2 separate regions of the Gossypium hirsutum genome follow, and region 2 is linked to region 1. A link is a contact called in public Hi-C data. All regions are on one chromosome and are shown on one strand. The core of a region is the stretch at or near the end of the contact, and the rest is flanking DNA. Distances in the headings are between cores, read along the strand shown.

Region 1 (4,577 bases), core at 1,146-3,645:
GGGTGGTAAGGTTTAAATTATGAAATCTTTAGTGAAATGGTTTATTATGTGATTATTTCCAAAAAGAATTATGTTTCAATGCACTAGCTTGCGACTATGGTTGAACGATATGTTTATGTCTTGTGTGATTTGCATAGGAAACGAGTGTGGAAAGGTAATGAAATAGTAAGTTCATACGGCTGAACTTTTATGATTAATTGTTAATGTAAGAATGATATAATGTATCAATCTGTATATTGTTGTTGAATTATGATTATGGTAAAATGAGAATAAGATGAGATTGTTAGTTCAAATTAAGGGATACGCAGGATTGAGTACATACTGTCGGTAACCAGTGATGAATTGACGAATAAGTCCATGGTGGATCCATGGCAAAGTGTGAAACGTAGGTATGGTATTTCAGTGAAGAAAACCATACTGAGTTGTGAAAAATAGGTATGGTATTTCGATAAAGAAAACCATACTGAGTTGTAAAAAGTAGGTATGGTGTTTCAGTGAAGAAAACCATACTGAGTTGTGAAAAGTAGGTATGGTGTTTTAGTAAAAAAAACCATACTGAGTTGTGAAAAGTAGGTATGGTATTTCCGTGAAGCAAACCATACTGAGTTATAGCAATGTGAAATATTCAAGCAAATCGTGGCACCTGGCAAACGATGTACTCAAATCCGTAAGACGATCCTTAATCTGACAAGTATTTGTAGTACAATTGAAGCTAAATGTTGGAATATAAGTTGACATCTGATATTCAGCTCGACTGAGAAAATTCATTATTTGAGATTGTGGTTGGCAGGAATGTTACATTATATATATTGTGAAGAATTATAAAAACATGTTAATAATTTGAAAGTTTTAATTTTTTTAATGAAATTTTATAACTCGGTTCAATACGTTTACAGTGTATGTGTTCTGGTAATACCTCGTACCCTATTCTGGTGTCGAATACGGGTAAAGGATGTTACATGCTTAGCTAGAAAAGCTTTATTAAACATAAATAAGTCTCTAAAGCCCATACCATATTCGCTTTTGGGCTTACATAATGAACTCTAAGTGCTTCAATGAACCACCCTAGCAAATTTAGCATTTGACCACCAAAACTTATTTAAAATGCTCTCCAAATTTCGGCATAAAAGTTTTGGCAAAGCAAAACACTACATTGCATAGACTGGGATTGCCTGTAGAATAGATTTAAGAAAAACCTATTTACCACCCATAGAGAGATAATGGATACTCCACCCCTCGAACATTTTCCTTAATCGATCAATATAATTAGTAAAAGCCTATCTTTTCCTCCTACCAACCATCATTGGAAGCCTTAAATAGTTTTCTGGGTTTATTGCCACACGAACACCCAAAGTGTTGGTCACCCAATCTCTGACATTCAAGTCCACATTTGCCCCAAAATAAACCAAAGAGTTTTCTAAATTCACTTATTGGCCCGAAATTGATTTGTACTCAATAATATTACGGACATCATTTGTACCCTCTCTTGAAGCATCACAGAAAAAGATGCATTCATCTGCAAAAAGCAGATGATTAACTGCAAAACTTCCACTGCCAATTTAGGCCTCCCTCATCAACCTTGATGACTTGGCCTCATTCAGTAGTGTCGAGAACCCCTTTGCACAGGTAAGAAACAGGTAAGGACTTAATGGATCCCCTACCGTAGTCCTTTTGATGGCAGAAACCGATCACTAAGTTTTTCATTAATACCCACTGTATAGCAGATCGAATAGACGCATCTCATAATAAGAATGATCCATTCAACGTGAAACCCCAATCTAGCCATCATTCCAGTAAAAAAATCTCATTCCACACAATCGTACGTTTTGCTTATATTGAGCTTAGGCGCAAAATTCCCATTTTTACCCTTTTTCTTTATTTTGAGCGCATGAAGCACTTCATAAGCAATAATTACATTATCATATATGTGTTTGCCCGGTATGAAGCCCCCTTGAGCCTGTCAATGCAACACTCCAGAATCTTACTCATACGCTCAACAAGTACTTTCGTAATTATCTTATAAATGACGTTGCATAAACTAATGGGGCAAAAATGTGTAATGCTTTTTGTTTTTTTGACTTTTGGAATTAAGACTATATGGGTTCTATTGACTGTTTCCATTTTAGTTTCACCATTTAAGATAGAAAAACAATAAATAAAAACCTAAGGGCTAATGATGTGCCAGTACCTATGAAAGAAGAGTTCTGGAAAACCGTCAGTCTCTGGTGCTTTGAGAGGCACCATCATTCACACAACATTTTCAATTTCCATATCTGAGAAAGATTTAAGTAATTCCTCATTCATACTAGGGGTCACGCGCTTCTCTACCAGCCCAAACAACCTCTCATCATCACCTACCTCAGAAGCAGTATAGAGTTTTTCAAAATACTCTACTGCAATTTTTGAAATACCCACCCTATCAGACACCCAACCTTCATTTTGATCTTCTAAACCAACTATTTTGTTTCGAGAATGACAACTAGCAGCGATCTTGTGAAAGAAACTCGTGTTTCGATCCCCATTTTTTAGCCAATTAATTTGAATGCGTTGTTGCCAGTAAATTTCCTCTTTGTCTACTTCCCAATTTAAACCCATCTAAACATTCATCATCTCAACCAAATTATCATCCGTCGGATCACAGTTATAAAGTTCAAGTAGGCAGCTTTCCAACTCCTTGTTTTTCTTGTGTTCATGAGATTTCATACGGGCCCAGGATTGAAGATTTTTCCCCAACTTAACCAGCTTTTTAGGAATGTTAGTATTTGAGGCAGCCCAATGATTTTTTATCTCCTCAAAAGACGGATCAAGACACCAAATAGCCTCAAATCGAAACAACTTACTTGAGCAATGTCTAGTATGTACCTGCGATGGAAGATTATGGCTCTTCATAACAAGAAAATAAGGACGATAACATCAATTCCATAAAAATGAAGATCCCTTCCTTCCAAGGTTAGAAGGATCTTGAGGCATACTTTGAATGGGAGAGAAAGATAGAGATGATCTTTCTTGTTGACTAAGAAAAATAAAGCTCCTATTTAAAAATATTCTAAAATTCAAAATAAATAAATAATAAAAACATAAAACTTAATAGATAAAATATTTGGCTCATATATAATTAAAATTAAGCCTTAGAATCGAATCCAACATGATTTAAACTTGAACTAAAACCCGAAACTCGTAATTTCTCTTAATAATCCGATCAAAAATTCTGCTCAAACAATATTCACTAAACCAGTCATAACTTGAGCTTTCGGACTTGAAATCAAATGATTTAAAGTGTATTTAGAAATCAAATGATTTAAAGTGTATTTCGAAACTAAAAGATAGATCTTTGAACTCTATAAAAACATCTCAACCTAGAAATGCTTGGATCCCATTAAAAAAATCATAGCAAATCGATTAATTTTTTGAACTTAAAGATTGAATCACGTCAGTCAAGATCAAACTAAAATCCAAGGCTTTATTCAATCATTTATTAATGGGCAGTTTCAAGAATTGGAGAAGTTGGACTTGGAGGCTTTAGACTTCAAAGATGAAATTAAGTGGATCAACTTGAACCTTTGTAAGTAAAGTTCATTACTCATCAAGGTCGATTAAGTGTTCATGGAGTGTTTGAGTTGTCCTATGATTTTATGTAATTTCAACAACAAGAACATGGTTCCTTTTTCACTAGCATAATCAGCTATGAGATAAGGCCGGGTAATGATAAGCTTTAGTTTAAATTCTCTTTAATTTGTTTAAGAATAAATGTGCAATTGAAAGGCTGCACCTAGACACTAAAATTGGAAGATTCATGCCGCCCATTAGAAAGGATAATTATTGTAAATTATTTACTTAGGTGATAAATAGTGAGTAAATCAATTTAATTTAGAGGTAGAGTATTCAACTTAGGAGTTTCAGTTTTGAGGCTGTAAATAGACATACGTATTGCCATTGTAAAGCATGAAGTACTCAAGTGAATAAAATACAATTTCTTTTTACTTAATTGAGAGGTTGAGTTGAAGAGTTGTGGTATTGATCAAGCTTGCTGGATTCAAGTGATGGAGAGAGTTGATAGAGATTGTCCATATTGGAGTTTGCTAATTAGATCCAAAGTATCATTCTTTTCACGTGTCTTCATTCATTATTTTTTATTCTTTAATATTAAAATTAAAAGTATAATCTCAGGAATACAAATATTATTTTGATATAAACAACTATTTAATTTAGATTAAAATATATTTTTTTTAAAAAAACTATAGTATCTCATTGTTAACGCTATAAAATATGAAATATAAATTTTAAATAATTTTTAAGCATTTAAATAAATTTATTAGAATATTTATACATTTTCACCTGAACAGTCTTTTGCAGAAGTTTAAAGTTGGATTTTCTAACTTAATAGTTCGGCTTAAAAACTCAGTTTCACGACTAAAGCTAATGATTTAGTATTTACTTATAGGTAAAAAAATGGGTTTAGCTTAAAAACTTAGTTTACTTAAGGAAAAGCTTTGACAAATCCAATTCCACCTATCCAAAATTAGCTAAATTTAACCATGGAATATTAATAAATTAAAATTTTAATATATTTTAAGTTA
Region 2 (4,577 bases), core at 1,169-3,668, 46 kb after region 1:
AAACTGGTGCGGAACCTACTACATTGAAGATAATTTTCTTGTCCAATGTTAGTTAGAAGACTATGGCTTTATTCACAATTTGTCATTGAATTATACGCGTTTTCTCTTTGATACTTATTCTTTTTTTTCTACATTGGTACCTTAACTACCATTTTCATCTCATTTTACCCCAAAACTTACTTGAGTCCAATAAGAATATTATTCTTATTGGAAACTTTTTATTGTTGGGGTAAATTGGGACAAAATCGATAATTCAGGTGTCAAAGTGGAAAAAAATTAGATACCAAAGTGAAAAGACGAATATGGTTAAATAGTTTGTAGATATTCAATTTTGGCTACTAACATTTTATCTCTTCCTCGAGATAAATAATATTATATTTCAAGAAATTATGCTACCAAGCGTGGAGCAACTATATCGTCATTTCACTTAATATTTCTTTCGGAGCAACAACTCTTGTTTAGAATAATTTTTGTTTAGAACAATTGTTGTTCAAGAATAGTTATGTCCAGAACAGGGCTTTAGTTAGAACAACTTTCATCCAGTGTAGTTGTTACTTGAGAACAGCTTCTGTTGAGAACAACTCTTGTTTAGAATAATGACATTTCAAGAATAACCATGTTTAGAACAACCATTGTTTGGAACAGCTTGTATTTAGAACAATTGTGTTTTTCTGGAAGAGTCATTATTCAGAACAAGCTTTACCAAGAAAGAAATCATCGCATAACAACCCTTGTTTGGAACAACCTCTACATTGAAAACAACTATGTTAAGAATAATTCATGCTTGGAACAAGTCAAAATAATCATTATTCAGAAATAACTCTAATTCAAGAAACAACTATTATTTTGCGTTTCAAAAGATGTTCCATGAAAAATATTTCACATGGTACTGCTTCACCAAAGTAGAAGTGGAAGTAATACTCTTGGGATGTTCCGGAGAGCTTGGCTTGGTGGATCAGATATGGAAGTAGTTAAGAGTTTTCCTCTTAACCTTTTCTTATAACGTTGAGTGCTTCTCTTTTGTTCCAAAAACATATTGAACTCTTGTTCACTACTTATCATCAGCATCACTAACAAAATCCTTTTATAACAAAAAAAAAAGAACCATTAATGCCTTTGTAACTGAAAAATACCAGTTATTATTATCATGAATCGCTAGCTTTGTAACTCCTATTCTTGAAACGCTATAAATATGAGCTTTCCACAACTAGTGAAAGAACTTTTGACACTTCGAAATTTTTAACTCTCAAAGCTCTTTTTAAAATTCTCTTAACTTATTTCTTTGTTTAGCCTTATCGTTAGTCACATCTTCTTTTCTCCACCTTATCAACCACCACCTATCGTTGTCGTTGTGCTTAGTGTTATCGAATATAGTCCAATCTTCACATCCTATTTATTTGTTTGCAACGCTTCCTCTCTCCTCAGAGGAAGATAAATTTTACAATAAATTTTATGCATAAAGATGGGTGTAGATTATTACATGATTTTTAAGTTGAAAAAGGCTTGTAGGAAACTTTTTCGTTTTTATTTTTAGCTGTTAATTATTTGTTAGATTTCATAGAGAAATTTGGGTTCCTCTATTGAGAATGCTATTAGTATAATCATTAATGAAGTTTATAAAAAAAAAATCATAAATTTACTGAGTTTTGGGAGTTCCGAGTTTTTGGTTTATCAAAATCACAATTTTACATATAAGTTTATCAAGATTTAATTATATCTGTTTAAATATAATAATTATATTTAATTATATGCATTTGAGAATCAAATTGATAGAATTTGTAAATGTAGATGGTTAAATTTATTGAATTATTTAAAATTAAGATAAAATTGATAGAATGTATAAGTATTGAGGACTAAATGAATTATTATACTAGTTAGAAAAATGCCATATATTACTTTGGTTAACCATTTAACAAAGAGTGACCAAAATATAAACGATCTAAAATATAAATGACCAAAATAAAAATAATCTAAAATGTTTTTATTTAAAATTTAATAACTAAATTGAAAATTTTTATGGTTGGTAGCCAAAATAGAAACACGCTAATTGACTAAATCTATACTTTACCCTGAATCTCAAAATAAAACATCTATTTTTTGTTGTTTTGATTTGTATAGAGTAATAATTAAAGTTTTTATTAAATGGGTAACACGAATTCAATCTATATAATTTTAATCTCTACCTCTAATATTGTAAAAAAAAAAAACCTTTCCCTTTCTCGTCCACATAAAAAAATTATAAATTCATAGTAACAAATTTAACCTAACTAAAAAAAATAATAGAAACTCAAAGAATAAACAGAAGTGGAGGGCCAGATGATTAATGACCAGGAAAATACAGTATAAGGTAGGAAAGATCTACCTAGGAAAAAAAAATAAAGAACCAAAATAAAAATGAAAGACCTTCAAGCAAGGTGTTCCCAAAAACATGGTGACGCCTGTCATCAATCAAGCCCCCCCACCCCTTCCCCTTTCAATGCTATATATATCCCTCCATTCATCCCATTCTTCAAAGTAATTTACCCCTCTGTTCCCCATTTCTCTCTTTGAATCCTCCTTACAGTACTTGAATTGTCACCATGCAACTCCTTTTCTCCTCATTGCCACTACCACCCCACACTTTTCTACCAACTTTCACAGCTTTCTATGGTTGTCACCTTCCCTTTCTCATTACACCAATTGTTTTGTTTTATTTGATGGTGGTTTTGGTGGTGGTGATGCTGCTGCTGTTGTTGTCAGTTCATCAATGGCGGCACCCCAAGGACAAACCCCTGCCACCTGGTTCCATGGGTTGGCCTTATATTGGTGAAACTCTCAAGCTTTACAAAGAGAATCCCAATTCTTTCTTTGCCAACCGCCGAAAAAGGTGTACAAGTTGTACCTAAAAAGGTCAAAGCTAATGATGTAATATTACAAATTGTAACTAAATTTAGGTTGTTGCTTTTTTTTTTTTGATTGTTTAGGTATGGAGATATATTCAAAAGCCACATATTAGGATGCCCCTGTGTGATGATTTCAAGCCCTGATGCAGCTAAGATTGTCTTGGTCACAAAGGCTCATCTTTTCAAACCAACTTATCCACCAAGCAAGGAGAAGATGATAGGGCCTGAGGCCATATTCTTCCATCAAGGTCCTTACCATTCAAGGCTGAAGAAGCTGGTCCAGGCCTCTTTTTTACCCTCTGCAATTCGAGGTTCAGTTTCTGAGATTGAGCAGATTGTTCTTAAATTCCTACCAGCTTGGGACAACACCACTCTTAACACCTTGCAAGAAATGAAGAGAGTATGTGTCAGTTTTTGTTAACCATTTTTACCCTTTACTGCACACACATCAATAACCTTAAACAAGGTTTCTTTCATTTGTGTTTTGTTTTTAGTATGCTTTTGATGTGGCAATGATTTCTGCCTTTGGCCATAAACAAGACAAGGAAATCAACGGAATCAAGCAGCTCTATCAATGCCTGGAAAAGGGTTACAATTCCATGCCTTTAGATCTTCCAGGAACTCCTTTCAATAAAGCAATGAAGGTACATACATATACACATACATATATAGACACACTTAGACCCTTTTGTTTGAGTGAATAATGGGTTCATATTGTTTCACTTTTGAAAAGGCTAGGAAGCTGTTGAATGAGACCCTGAGAAGATTGATAAAAGAAAGAAGAGAAAATGAGAAACAAGGTGGTGGAGGAGGGTTGCTGGGTGTTCTATTGGGTGACAAAAACCAAAAGGTTGATCAACTCAGTGATTCCCAGATTGCAGATAATGTAATTGGTGTAATCTTTGCTGCTCATGATACCACTGCAAGTGTCCTAACATGGCTGTTAAAATACTTGCATGACAATGGAAATTTACTAGAAGCTGTCACTGTAAGTAAACTATTTTTGATGATCATCATCTTTGAATGAAAATCAATCAAATCTTTTTCAGTCTCATTTATAAATCATATGTTTGCAGAGAGAACAAGAAGGTGTTCGACGAGAAATAATCGAAGCAAATCGCAGGCTTATGTGGGATGATACAAGGCACATGCCATTGACTACCAGGGTACATTAAATCATACCAACTTTATTCTTCATATGTTGGTAATCACAGTGGCATATAAGCATATTAATTGAAGTGTGTTGCAGGTGATTCAAGAGACACTAAGAACAGCAAGTATTCTGTCATTCACCTTCAGGGAAGCAGTGGAAGATGTTGAGTTTGAAGGCTATTACATCCCCAAAGGTTGGAAGGTTCTTCCTCTCTTTAGAACCATTCATCATTGCGCGGATTTCTTCCCTAAACCCGAGAAATTTGACCCTTCGAGATTCGAGGTGAGGCTTTGTAATCGATTCGAATTATAGGACATGGAATAAGCTAAATCTTTTATTGTTTTAGATTAGATTCGACCCCATTTTACACATCTAAGCAGATTTACTTCATTTCTTTTTGTCATTGGGAATATGTGAATCATATATATGTTTTGTTTTGGTACCATTGGCATTATTTAATAGTATAAATGGAGTCCCCGACCAAGTGGTGGGTCAGGCACTATCCAGTTTTAGCAGAAATATAAGGTTATCAATGGTTCATC

What was found. A called contact is a pair of places that touch in the nucleus more often than the background predicts.
Region 2: a contact with region 1 is called in a Hi-C map of fibers, with 4 times the contacts expected there. The contact joins the promoter of LOC107950138 here to the enhancer-like site in region 1. A contact is called at or near these places in 20 of 34 Hi-C or Micro-C datasets (anther, callus, cotyledon and 5 more).

Annotation. Positions count from the first base shown.
Region 1 is chrD03:46,634,361-46,638,937 of Gossypium_hirsutum_v2.1, forward strand. No RefSeq gene overlaps it. Among protein-coding and RNA genes, the nearest start is that of LOC107950138, 46 kb to the right of the region's middle. Within about 2 kb of position 2,396, at least 5 of the 9 cell types and tissues checked have an H3K27ac peak or open chromatin away from gene starts, as enhancers often do. A contact at or near this core is called in cotyledon and fibers, where this site is marked.
Region 2 is chrD03:46,679,983-46,684,559 of Gossypium_hirsutum_v2.1, forward strand. LOC107950138 (abscisic acid 8'-hydroxylase 2) reads left to right here and starts at 2,419. Exons shown (of 8, transcript XM_016884921.2): 1 at 2,419-2,866; 2 at 2,964-3,282; 3 at 3,377-3,526; 4 at 3,616-3,870; 5 at 3,959-4,048; 6 at 4,132-4,317. The coding sequence starts at 2,580.